Regions from separate parts of the Triticum aestivum genome. Here region 2 is linked to region 1. A link is a contact called in public Hi-C data. All regions are on one chromosome and are shown on one strand. The core of a region is the stretch at or near the end of the contact, and the rest is flanking DNA. Distances in the headings are between cores, read along the strand shown. Region 1 holds the start of LOC123053854 (protein LOW PSII ACCUMULATION 1, chloroplastic). Region 2 holds the start of LOC123053856 (CLIP-associated protein).

Evidence for each region. A called contact is a pair of places that touch in the nucleus more often than the background predicts.
Region 2: a Hi-C map of leaf shows a contact between it and region 1, with 6 times the contacts expected there. The contact joins the promoter of LOC123053856 here to the promoter of LOC123053854 in region 1. A contact is called at or near these places in 2 of 5 Hi-C or Micro-C datasets (both in leaf).

Annotation. Positions count from the first base shown.
Region 1 is chr2D:463,832,307-463,837,847 of IWGSC CS RefSeq v2.1, reverse strand. It overlaps LOC123053854 (protein LOW PSII ACCUMULATION 1, chloroplastic), which reads left to right and starts at 2,194. Exons shown (of 4, transcript XM_044477437.1): 1 at 2,194-2,530; 2 at 2,628-3,242; 3 at 3,347-3,401; 4 at 3,479-3,879. The coding sequence starts at 2,331. The coding sequence ends at 3,595. It overlaps LOC123053852 (putative disease resistance protein At3g14460), which reads left to right. Exons shown (of 1, transcript XM_044477435.1): 1 at 1-1,821. The coding sequence ends at 1,553. LOC123053855 (a long non-coding RNA gene) reads right to left here. Exons shown (of 8, transcript XR_006425904.1): 8 at 4,349-5,276.
Region 2 is chr2D:464,132,968-464,138,508 of IWGSC CS RefSeq v2.1, reverse strand. LOC123053856 (CLIP-associated protein) reads left to right here and starts at 3,434. Exons shown (of 21, transcript XM_044477439.1): 1 at 3,434-3,902; 2 at 4,533-4,688; 3 at 4,766-4,828; 4 at 5,181-5,249; 5 at 5,461-5,541. The coding sequence starts at 3,567.

The sequences.
Region 1 (5,541 bases), core at 945-3,444:
CTAGGAATATTGGCAATCTAAAACTTCTCCGGTATATTGATATCTCTTACACAAAGATCCAATGGTTGCCTGACTCCATTTGCCAACTAAGCAATCTGCAAATTCTGAATGTGTTGAACGTCCCTCTGAAGAGCCATCCCAAGGGCTTGACTAGATTAGCCAATCTGAGGAAATGTTACACGAATGAACCGATTTCTTTGGTGATGAGAAATATAAGCAATTTGACATCACTCGAGAACTCTTTAGTATTTGAAATTCCGGAAGGACAAGGGCACAGAATCGCCGAACTGAAGGACATGACACAGCTGACTGAAACTTTACATCTTAGGAATCTTGAGAATGTTGTGAAGGATGATGCCTTGAAAGCCAAGATGAACGCAAAAGCACACCTACAACGGTTGATTCTTGAATGGTCTTCAAGTGAAGTTGGTAATCCAGAATTTAGCGATGCTAAATGTTCAGAAGAAAGCATTATTGTTGAATCACTTGAGCCTCATCCCAACCTTGAGAGCTTGAAATTGAAGCACTACAGTGGCATCCAAACACCATCTTGGTTGCAGGCTGGAACTCTTTGCTGTTTGTGTGAGCTCAGTCTCTCCAACTGCCATTTCCTAACTGAAATCACCAGCCTCCCTTCTTCCCTCAGGAGGTTGCACATCATACGATGCAAAAACCTGAGGAGTCTCGATGAGTGTCTACAGGCACAGAGTTTGCAGGGAATCACCGAAATAACTGTTATGAACTGCTCAAAACTAGCATTGCTCCCTGTGGAAAGATTTCAGGGCTTTGCTTCTCTTCGCGTATTGGAAATTCAAAATTGTCCAGAGCTTCCACCCACAAGGAAACTGACCCTGCCGCCGTCAATGGAGGAGTTGCTTATGAGATCATGCGGCCATGTCGATGCATCGCTTCCATCCTGCTTGCACAGCCTGCCTTCACTCGTAAGCTTGATTATATACAACTGTCCTAACTTACTGTCCCTTCCAGCAGAAATAGTTTCACAGATGCGATCACTCCGAGGGATGTATGTCGATAACTGCAGCAGCCTGCAATCCTTGGGTGGATTGCACCACCTTTCATCACTCATCAACCTGCACATTGTGAACTGTCCTAGGTTGACAGACCTTGACCCCTCGATGTTTCTCGACGTCGGTGAAGGCCGGGGGTTGCAAAAGCTCGAGTGCCTGACCATCAGTAGCACCTCTCTCCTTAGCCTGATGATGAGAAGCGCAGCGCCTGCTCTTAAGACCCTTGTACTCTACCAGTCCACTGACTCCGTGGTTGTTCATGGTCCTCGCAACAAGAAGCTGTGTTGGTGTTTCCCATCGGTGCAAGAGCTGTTGTTTCAGGACTGTGGGAACCTTGTTGCACTCCCTGAAGATTTGTACACTTTGTCCACTCTCCAGTTCATGCGTATATTCAACTGTCCGAAGATTCGGTCGTTGCCACGTACGGGCTTGCCAGTCTCCCTGAGGACACTGTCGTTCGAGAAGTGCCACCCGTTGCTGGAGGAGCAGTTGAAGAAGCTCAAGTTTTCTTACAATACGGCGTAGTCTCTGCAACTCGGGGATCAGAGTGCGAACATCGGCGTGTGTTGCCTGCAGCTTACTGAGTTAAGCTTGCAGCTTTGAGACATTGTAACCATACTAGTATTTCTATAGGAGTGTCCTTTTCAATTTCATTTGGACAATTAGGTCCGTCTCGGGAACTCAAATAAAATGCGTGGAATTTGTTCAGCTTGTGTGCTAGTAGAAATCTGCATACAGGTAACTGCATTAACTTCCATGTTTTGACAGAGTGTAACCATGATCATTTGTTGAAGCCTTGTTCTTGCCAATTCCATTAGGACAAGCTTTCTATCTGAGGAACTCAAATAGCACCAAGTTGTTGGAATCTGTTCAGCCTGTGTGCTAGGACTCGTGACAGTGGTTGACAGTGTAACCATAACCGTGCTGCATGCAGTCTTGCCAATACCATCTGGGACATTTCTTCTGCCTCTCAGGAGCTCAAATGGCAGTAAGCATTTTGGAATTTATATGGACACTGGTACTGCCAAAATACACAACCACCAACTTGTTCTTTCGAGAGAATATACAGAGCAACTTGGCATTCAGAAAGCCAGGCAAACTCGAGCGAAGTGGCAGCAGCCTTGCCTACAAGGCCAAGCGTGGGCCTCTCCTCTCCTTCCCTTCCCACCTTGCTGTTGCGATTGCCGCCACAAATCGAGTGGCGGTTAAAAAAGCAGAGGAGAAGAAAGGGAAATCCTACCCTCCGTCGCAGCGACAGTCTCCGGTCAGGCTGGCAGCGCGAGCGAGCGAACCTGCAGCTCCATGACGATGGCCGCGCGGCCGATCCCCTCCTGTCCCGCCACCGTCTCCCTGCCCGCCCCGCTCCTCTTTCTGCCGCCGATTTCTCGGAAGCCGTCGGTCGCCTTATCCTGCAGCAGCAGAGCACGCCGCGGCGCCCGATGCTCTGCCGCGAACAAGCCCTCCCCTCCTCCCCCTTCTGGCGCCCCGGGCAACGAGGTAAGGTAGCCGCCCCGTCGTCTTTCTTCTTCCTCTGCAATTGGGGGCCGAGCGGCTCTCGGCTCTGGGCCCGTCGTTGATGGCCTCGTTCGATTCTCTCAGCGGCGGCAGCAGCAGCTCCATGGCCAAGATAAGGAGCGAGGTGCTGTCCCCCTTCCGGTCGGTGCGCATGTTCTTCTACCTGGCCTTCATGGCCAGCGCGGGCCTGGGTAGCCTCATCGCGCTCACGCAGCTCCTCCCGGCGCTGGGGAACCCCGCGAGGGCGGCGGGGGTCCCGGAGACGCTCAAGGGCCTGGGCATCGACGTGGCGGCGGTGGCCGTCTTCGCGTTCCTCTACTCGCGCGACCGCAAGGCCAGCGACGCGCAGGTGGCCAGGCTGACGCGGGAGGAGAACCTGTCGAGGCTCAAGCTCCGCGTCGGCGACGGCGGCCGGGTGGTGCCGCTGAGCGAGCTGCGGGGCAGCGCGCGGCTCGTCATCGTCGCCGGCCCCGCCGAGTTCGTCGCCGAGTCGTTCCGCCGGAGCAGGCCGTTCCTCAGGGACCTCATGGAGAGGGGCGTGCTGGTGCTGCCCTTCCCCACGGACGGCAACGCGCCGGCGCTGGAGTTCGGCGAGGAGGGCGACGGGGAGGGGGAGGCGGAGGCGGAGGACGAGGAGGTCGCCAGGAAGAGCAGGAGGCTCTGGCAGCTCACGCCGGTGTACACCTCCGAGTGGGCAAAGTACGAGACCACGAAGAATTTACTCTCTTGCTCCTTGCTCGCACACGAAGGATTGACACAATGGCGAATCTCATCGTGCTGATTGGTGCTGTTGCTTCTTGCAGATGGTTGGCTGAGCAGAAGAAGATGGCGAATGTGACGCCTGATTCCCCTGTGTGGGTAGCAATGCAGATTCGTCTGAACATTTCAGCTGTTCGGGTTGTTGGATTGTTGATGATCGAATTGCTTGTGCGCAGGTACCTATCGCTGAGGATGGACGGGCGCGTCCGGGGCAGCGGCGTGGGCTACCCGCCATGGCAAGCGTTCGTGGCGCAGCTGCCGCAGGTCAAAGGGATGTGGTCGGGTCTTTTTGATGGGATGGACGGGAGAGTCTAGTTTCTTTGCGGGCTTCTTTTTTGTGTTCTGTCTTCTGAAATTCGTGTGGTTTTGCAAGTTCGGTCCGAACTATACACATGTAAGTATGCAGGTAAGGGCATGTCTCGTGTCTGAACTGATTAGTTCGTGCTCAGCTGTCTAACTGTCTGAAAGGTGACGTGGCTTAACGACGATGGCAAAAATGTAAGTTTGACTCTTTTTGAAGATAAGTTTGACTGATTTGTTCTGGTCAAACATCGTAAACGAAATTGTGATGATCTAATCCACACCTTAAGGGCCTCTTTGATTCAAGTAATTTCTCGAAGAAATTCCGAGGATTCTAATCCTTGGGACATTCTGCTGCATAGGTTGTTTGACTCGTCGGATTACAATTCTATAGAAAATTTTCCTTAGTTTATATAGAAAAACTTTCGTCCACTCAAACTTCATGCAAAGAATCCTAAGCTCTTCCCGCGCACAACCAAAAGGCTGTACTAATCCCCTAGTGTATTCAAGATTGGCATGCCACTCCATTCATCTGGTTTTTCTACTAGATGACCTGGTTGCGCCAATGGCGCAAGGAGCGAGTTAGAAGGAATGTTATTAGTACTGAGTAAATAGGAGATGTAGATGGCAAGATGATGCAATGTGGATTGTATTACAAATAGTGGATATTCAGATATAGAGCAATATAAATGGATTTCTTATCTCACAGAAGCAGAAAGCTTGAGTAGACTCAGTCGGCATAGATATATCACATGGATACAACATAGTATCATGCATTCAAAATTTATATATGACCAGAGAGTAGTGCCAAAAGCAAACGGGTTCTTAGGGTGAAGCTATACACACAAAGCTTCATAGGCTATTTAGGTAGCTTAGTAGAGTAAACATGATGACCAGAGAGTACTGCCAAAAGTAAACATGTTCTTTGGGTGAACCTATACACAAAACTTCACAGGCTAATTAGTTAGCACGGTAAGATGCAGGCGGTATCGCTGGTCATTTAAATAAAGTTGTTATAGCCGGTAAGCATCTTCCAAAGGTACATAGGCTATGGAAGTAGACTCTATTTAAAAGGGATAAACCAATGTGTTTCGAATCAGCTGGATAGTCATTAGTCAATCAACTGCATACTGCAGATGAGCAAGTTCATTCTGCACATCTACAGCAGCCTTGTGGTGCCATTGCCGTTTGTAGAACTGGTTGAGTATACACCGTCTTTAGCTATGTGATGAATCCCAGCAAAAGTGTTTTAACTTGATACATATTGTCTGCAAAGCCTTTGCTAAGCTCTCTGATCTTCCAATTCTGCTCTTTGATCTACTTTTCTTTGTCTATTAACAAACCAATTAGATGCAATTCTCTTTCCTTTGTTTGTTTCAATTTGTTGTAACTATAGTCCTTGAGCACCTTGGCACACACAGCCTCCATGTATCTGATAACTCGAGCCGCTGCAACATCCGTTGCAACTTCTATGGAATTAGATGAATATCCGGATAATGCCATTGCTTCAGCATCATGTTGCTGATGCCGCGTGCTGGGACGGAACTTGATTGTTACTGCAAAACTCTGTCCAACTTTGCAGTAGTAAAAATAGTGGTTGCGCGAGCTGCAGCTTAATGAAAATGACCTCAAGCATGAACTTGTCTGTGATGTCAACCTCCTCCATGATAGGTTCTGTTCACACATAAAAACAAAATCAAACCAGATATTGCAACCATTATATGTGCAAGCAATAATGACCTAAAGGTAGATACTTACATGGCATATTTATACATAATAAAGCATATGTAGTAGATCTACGAACATGCAAATACGTACTCAGATAGCATCTTCATATACAATGGTTTATATTTCGAGTTCATGCTAGGTTCATGGCTTTATATGAAATAACCTGGAAACAGAGGCAAAAAACGTAGAGAGATAAAGCCGGCAACTAATC
Region 2 (5,541 bases), core at 2,185-4,684, 300 kb before region 1:
CGCTCGCCGTGCTGCTGGAGGAGGAAGCCGAGGCCGACGTCCAGGAAGAAGAGCATCTCATGGTGCTCGCCGCCCTCGCCCAGCTGCTGGCGAGCAATGAAAAGCTGCGGCAAGGTGGCTCGGCGCCGGGGCGGGTGAAAGCAAAGAACCGGCATCGTCTCGAAGGCTACTGCATGCTTTACTCCGACTACTTTGCCAATGCTCCACTTCACGACGACAAAACATTTCGGCACCGTTATCGGATGAGCCGAAAGCTCTTCCTCAGGATTGTGAATTCCATCCGAGAGTTCGACAACTACTTCAAGTGCGAGATGGATTGCACCGGCAAACTTGGATTCACCTCGATCCAGAAGTGCACGACAGCGATGAGGATGCTTGCATACGGAGCTCCCGGTGATTCACTCGACGACTATGGGCGCATGGCCGAGTCCACTAGCATAGAGTGTTTCTACAAGTTCTGTCGGGCAGTGGTGGCAGTGTTTGGACCGCAATACTTGAGAACACCCAATGCGAAAGACACTGCTCGGATCCTAGCACAGAATGCAACAAGAGGATTTCCTGGGATGCTTGGAAGCATCGACTGCATGCATTGGAAACAGAAGAATTGCCCATTTGCTTGGCAGGGGATGTACAAAGGCGCCAAAGGCGGTTGCAATGTGGTACTTGAGGCGGTGGCCACACAGGACCTCTGGATTTGGCACTCCTTCTTTGGTATGCCAAGAACTCACAATGATATCAACGTGCTGCAGTGCTCTCCTGTCTTTGCCAAGCTTGTTGAAGGTCATTCTCCTCCGGTGAACTTCGAGATCAATGGGCGGCACTACAACAAGGGGTACTACCTAGCTGATGGCATCTATCTGAGATGGTCTACATTTGTGAAGACTATCTCAAACGCTGTGCCAGGAGGCAAGAAGTCCCACTTTGCCAAGGTGCAGTAGGCTTGCCGGAAGGATGTCGAGCGAGCATTTGGTGTGCTCCAATCTCGATTTGCTGTTGTCCGGTACCCTGCTCAGACCTGATCGAAAAGATCAAATGTGGGAGATCATGACTTGCTGTGTCATCTTGCACAACATGGTCATCGAGAGCGAGCAAGAAGACCCAGTGTTTGACACTGAACCATACTACAGGCAGGGTCCTCTAGCCGAAGTTGATCACCAGCTACCGGCAACCTGGACTGCCTACCTCAGTATGCGTCAGGAGATCCGAGACCCACAGGTGCATCATCAGCTGCAACATGATCTGGTGGAGCACCTATGGAGGCTCAAGGGCGACGCCGGGCGCGACGTGTGATGAAATATGAATTTTTATTTGTTGAACTATATAATTTGTATTGAACTATTTGTTGTTGTACTATTTTGTTGAACTATTTGATTTTTCTGTAATGAAATATGTGATAAAAAAATATTTATGTTCATAATTCAACGAGGAGCAACGGCGAACCACGCCGAATATGGGCCTACGCCCATATGAACCCTTTATTCGCCGAAAGGGGGCTGAAAAATGGGCCAATATCGGCACCTGGGGCGACGACTGGACGCAAAACCGCCCCAGCGCCGATTGTATAGCCGGCTCGCCCCAGGGGCGATTTTTATGCGTCCTGGGGAGGCCAACGGCTGAAAATGCTCTGAGGTGCGTCGACACGAGGCCGCCCCAAACCGTACATGAGCGCCCGTTTTCCCAGGTCAAACGGTTCAAATCCAAACCAAACAAATGTACGTTTAAGGTCGCGCGTTGGAGTTGGCCTAAGCTCAGCCGCCGAGTCCAATCGCCGAACTGCGGTGTTCACCTTTTTGCACGACACAATCGACGCAGAAGCTTTATCGGGATCGATGCCCGACATCGGTTGCAGCCGCGCAGCCTGCACCGGCGGTCCCTCAACGGCAGCATCGCCATGACTGAGGCCGGACCTCGGCCCTCGATCAGGTCCAGCGATGCCACGGACAAGTCGCAAGGGGACACCGGCGGGGAGGGGAGCGTGCGGGCGTGCGTCCAGGCTAGTCCAGACTGTGATCCCGTGTTCGTGGGGTAAAAAGTAAGAAAAGAGGCGATGGAGGAGGGATGGATTGGGTAGCGTGCGGGCGACAGCATGAGCGCCCCACTATTGGCAAAAGCGGGCTCGCAAAAATGATGGCCTCAGTAGATTATCATTGTTCCAGCGATGAGCCCCAGGAACGGCAAGGACCGGAAGCCAGCCTGTGCGCGAGCTCACTTGAAGCGTTGGTGAGAAAGAGATGGATGTTTTCGTTTCACGCACTGCCAGATGATGAGATGAGACTGTAAATTAAGCAAATACTTGACATAGTACTCCTTAATTAGCAGCTCGGAACTGAATATTTATGCGGAAAACTCGATTATAATTTGTGCTAGCATGCCATTATATTCCTACTAGAATGCACTTGTAACGTGTACTATCACATTATTCTCCCAATATTTTTGTACCAGGAGTAGGTTCGTTGTTGTACACATAAGGTACTAATTAATTAAACAGCGTGGCGGATCAGCTGCATGCATCAATGCAACGCAGCCATCCGGGATCCGACGGATAATGATAGCCGCCCTCCCTGCAACTCGATCGCATGGTCCACGTACTACGTAACATAACATTTCCGCTGGTAAGAGACAACGACGCAAGGGAGTTTAAGGCGGAGGATGATTAGTTCAGGTGTAACATCACGCACACGTACTGCTGCTAGTTGGTGCGAGTAGTTGCCATTACCATACGTACATCAAGCAGCTAGCTCTGCGTGGACCATATTATCTCATTATCTCAAACGAGACATGTTTTTGTTTCCTTGTGGTTAGTATAATAATGCTCTACAATATAGCGTCTCATACTCCCTAACATATAGATATAGTATACCATCAATGTGGAGTCCTATATATTGTAGTGTACGTGATGGGGACACTCGAGTTCAAAAACGACGCTGTTGCTCTCTAAACTCTCAGTTAATCACGGGGGCAAGGACTTGACTATACGTACGTAACGACGTTTTGGCATGGATGGCGACGTTATGCTATGTCGTCTCTCGGCCCCTGATTTTCAAAGTCATTTTTCGGTCGCAGGAATTTCTCCTCCGTGTTTCTTCCCTAATCAACGTATAGTTTCCCACGTAGCAGAAAGTATACGTTGAGTTTTTTTGAGAATGTTACGCATTGAGTTGAATTTAAATACTTACTTGAGAAACAAACACAAAAGTTTGCGGATTTACGATCCATGCCACGCCCATATCCCACCCAAAATTCGGTAACGTGCCCCGCTTTCCCGGACTCCAGTTCATAGCACGCTTTTCAAGAAAGAAACACAAAAGTTTTCATACCGTAGCCTCCGTGTATCCAAACGGAGGGCATAGGCGTGAAAGGTCGCAGCCAGCCAGGGGTGTCATTGCACAAACCCACCTAAAGCCCCAACCACCCTACCTCTCAGCATCCGTGTACGCTCTCACACTCCCCTCCCCCTCCCCTCGCCTCCGTCCCCAGATCCGACCACCCCCCTCGCCTCGCCGCCGGCCCCCCCTCCTCGCAACCGTACTGCCACACGGCGGACTCTTCGGGGCCCGCGCGCCGAAATGGAGGCGGCGCTGGAGGCGGCGCGCGCCAAGGACACCAAGGAGCGGCTGGCCGGGGTGGAGCGCCTGCACGAGGCGCTCGACGCGGCGGCCCGCCGCGGCCTCTCCCCGGCCGAGGTCACCTCGCTGGTGGACACCTGCGTGGATCTGACGCGGGACGCCAACTTCCGCGTCGCACAGGGGGGCCTGCAGGCGCTCTCCGCCGCCGCCGTGCTCGCCGGGGACCACTTCAAGATCCACCTCAACGCGCTCGTCCCCGCCGCCGTCGAGCGCCTCGGCGACGGCAAGCAGCCCGTCCGCGAGGCCGCGCGCCAGCTCCTCGTCACGCTCATGGAGGTGAGTCGCCTGCCCTTTCGGTGGCGATCCTGTTTAATCTATTATATTCTGGGGGAATGTGGTTGCTTTGGAACTTAGCTGGGGTTTTGAATTTGGTCCAATTATCTATCAAGATGAATTTGTTTTAGGATTTGTGTGATGATGTGCTATTGAGCTACAATGCCGTTTCATACTTCAACAATCAAGGGATTAGCTTTCTTATTTTTTGGGTCAAGTTTGGTTTGTAGAAACGGTAAAATGTGGGTGGGTATCAAACGAAGATTTAAACTTCTCATATGCAGTTTGGTTTTTGCTCGACTGATTTAAGAACCATTTACCCTCAAATATGCTGCTAGTTCACATGTAAAGATCGCTCTTTTCAGGTGTTGAAATTAACTATATATGCCTAGTTGTTGTAAATTACATAATTTTTTTCTTAATGCTTTGATTTTTATACAGCATAAATATCAAAATATGTGTTGTCTTTTCTCTTTTGACAATGTTGTTTGTTACTACTATGTTACCATTACTTTTACATGTAGACTTCTGTCCAATGGATATCAAGGTAAGTATGAAGCCAAGCATGCTCGCCTTGTTCTCAATGTTTTAGATTTATTACTAGGCAGCCTTCTGATTTTATCCATATCTCAGGTTTCTTCACCAACAATCATTCTTGAAAGGGCCGGAAATTATGCATGGACTCATAAGAGTTGGAGGGTTCGGGAAGAGTTCGTACTTACAGTGGCAACTGCAGTTGGGCTTTTCGCTTCTACGGAGCTTCTCATGCAAAGAGTTTTACTCTCACCCGTGAGTCTAGTATTCAAGTCGATTTATTATCTCAGACTTTGTGTTTGTGCATATGCTGAGACTATCTGGCTTCACAGGTCTTGCAGTTGATGAATGATTCGAACCAAAGTGTCAGAGAAGCTGCTATATCTTGTATTGAGGTTAGCTGGTTTCATACCATTTTTACCTGCTTCAGCTGATGCAAAATTCGTCTTACTCAATTTCGCAATAGTTCTGTCCCACTCCGCGAGTTGGATAGGCTGAACCTTTCCTACAAAAATACTCGAACAATCAATGTAGTCCCGGTGCCCTTTGCTTCTAGCTGCTTTTCACTACTCCCTTGCGCTCAGTTTTATCTAATTTTGTGTGTTTTAAAAGTAGTTTATCCCATGCTTTCAAACTATTGGTGTAACTAGTAGCAACTGTCCACACTAACTAATTGCAGCCTGTACCCGCTATCCAGGCTATGTAAAAATTATACGGCAATCCTAATATCACTTTTTTCGATCACAGGAAATGTACAAGAACATGGGATCTCAGTTCCACGAAGAGTTGCAGCGCCATAATCTGCCTACATACATGGTAGTGTGTTTGGCCATCTAGTTGTTTTTGGCAGTTGTCTTTTGCTTGCTAGAAGTCCTCTTGTCTAGTGTATCACTCTTAGTACATCTGTGTATTTTGGACTAGTATCTGGTACTACTTTATATGATTGAACTTTACGTGTCCATTTTTAAAGGTCCGCAAAGCAGTAAACCTGGATTATCCTAATTCGTGTATTGTCTGATACCTGCAGCTAAAAGAAATAAATTCAAGATTGAATAGAATTGAACCGAAGGTTCCCGCATCTGATGGTACTGCAACACAGCATAAAGTT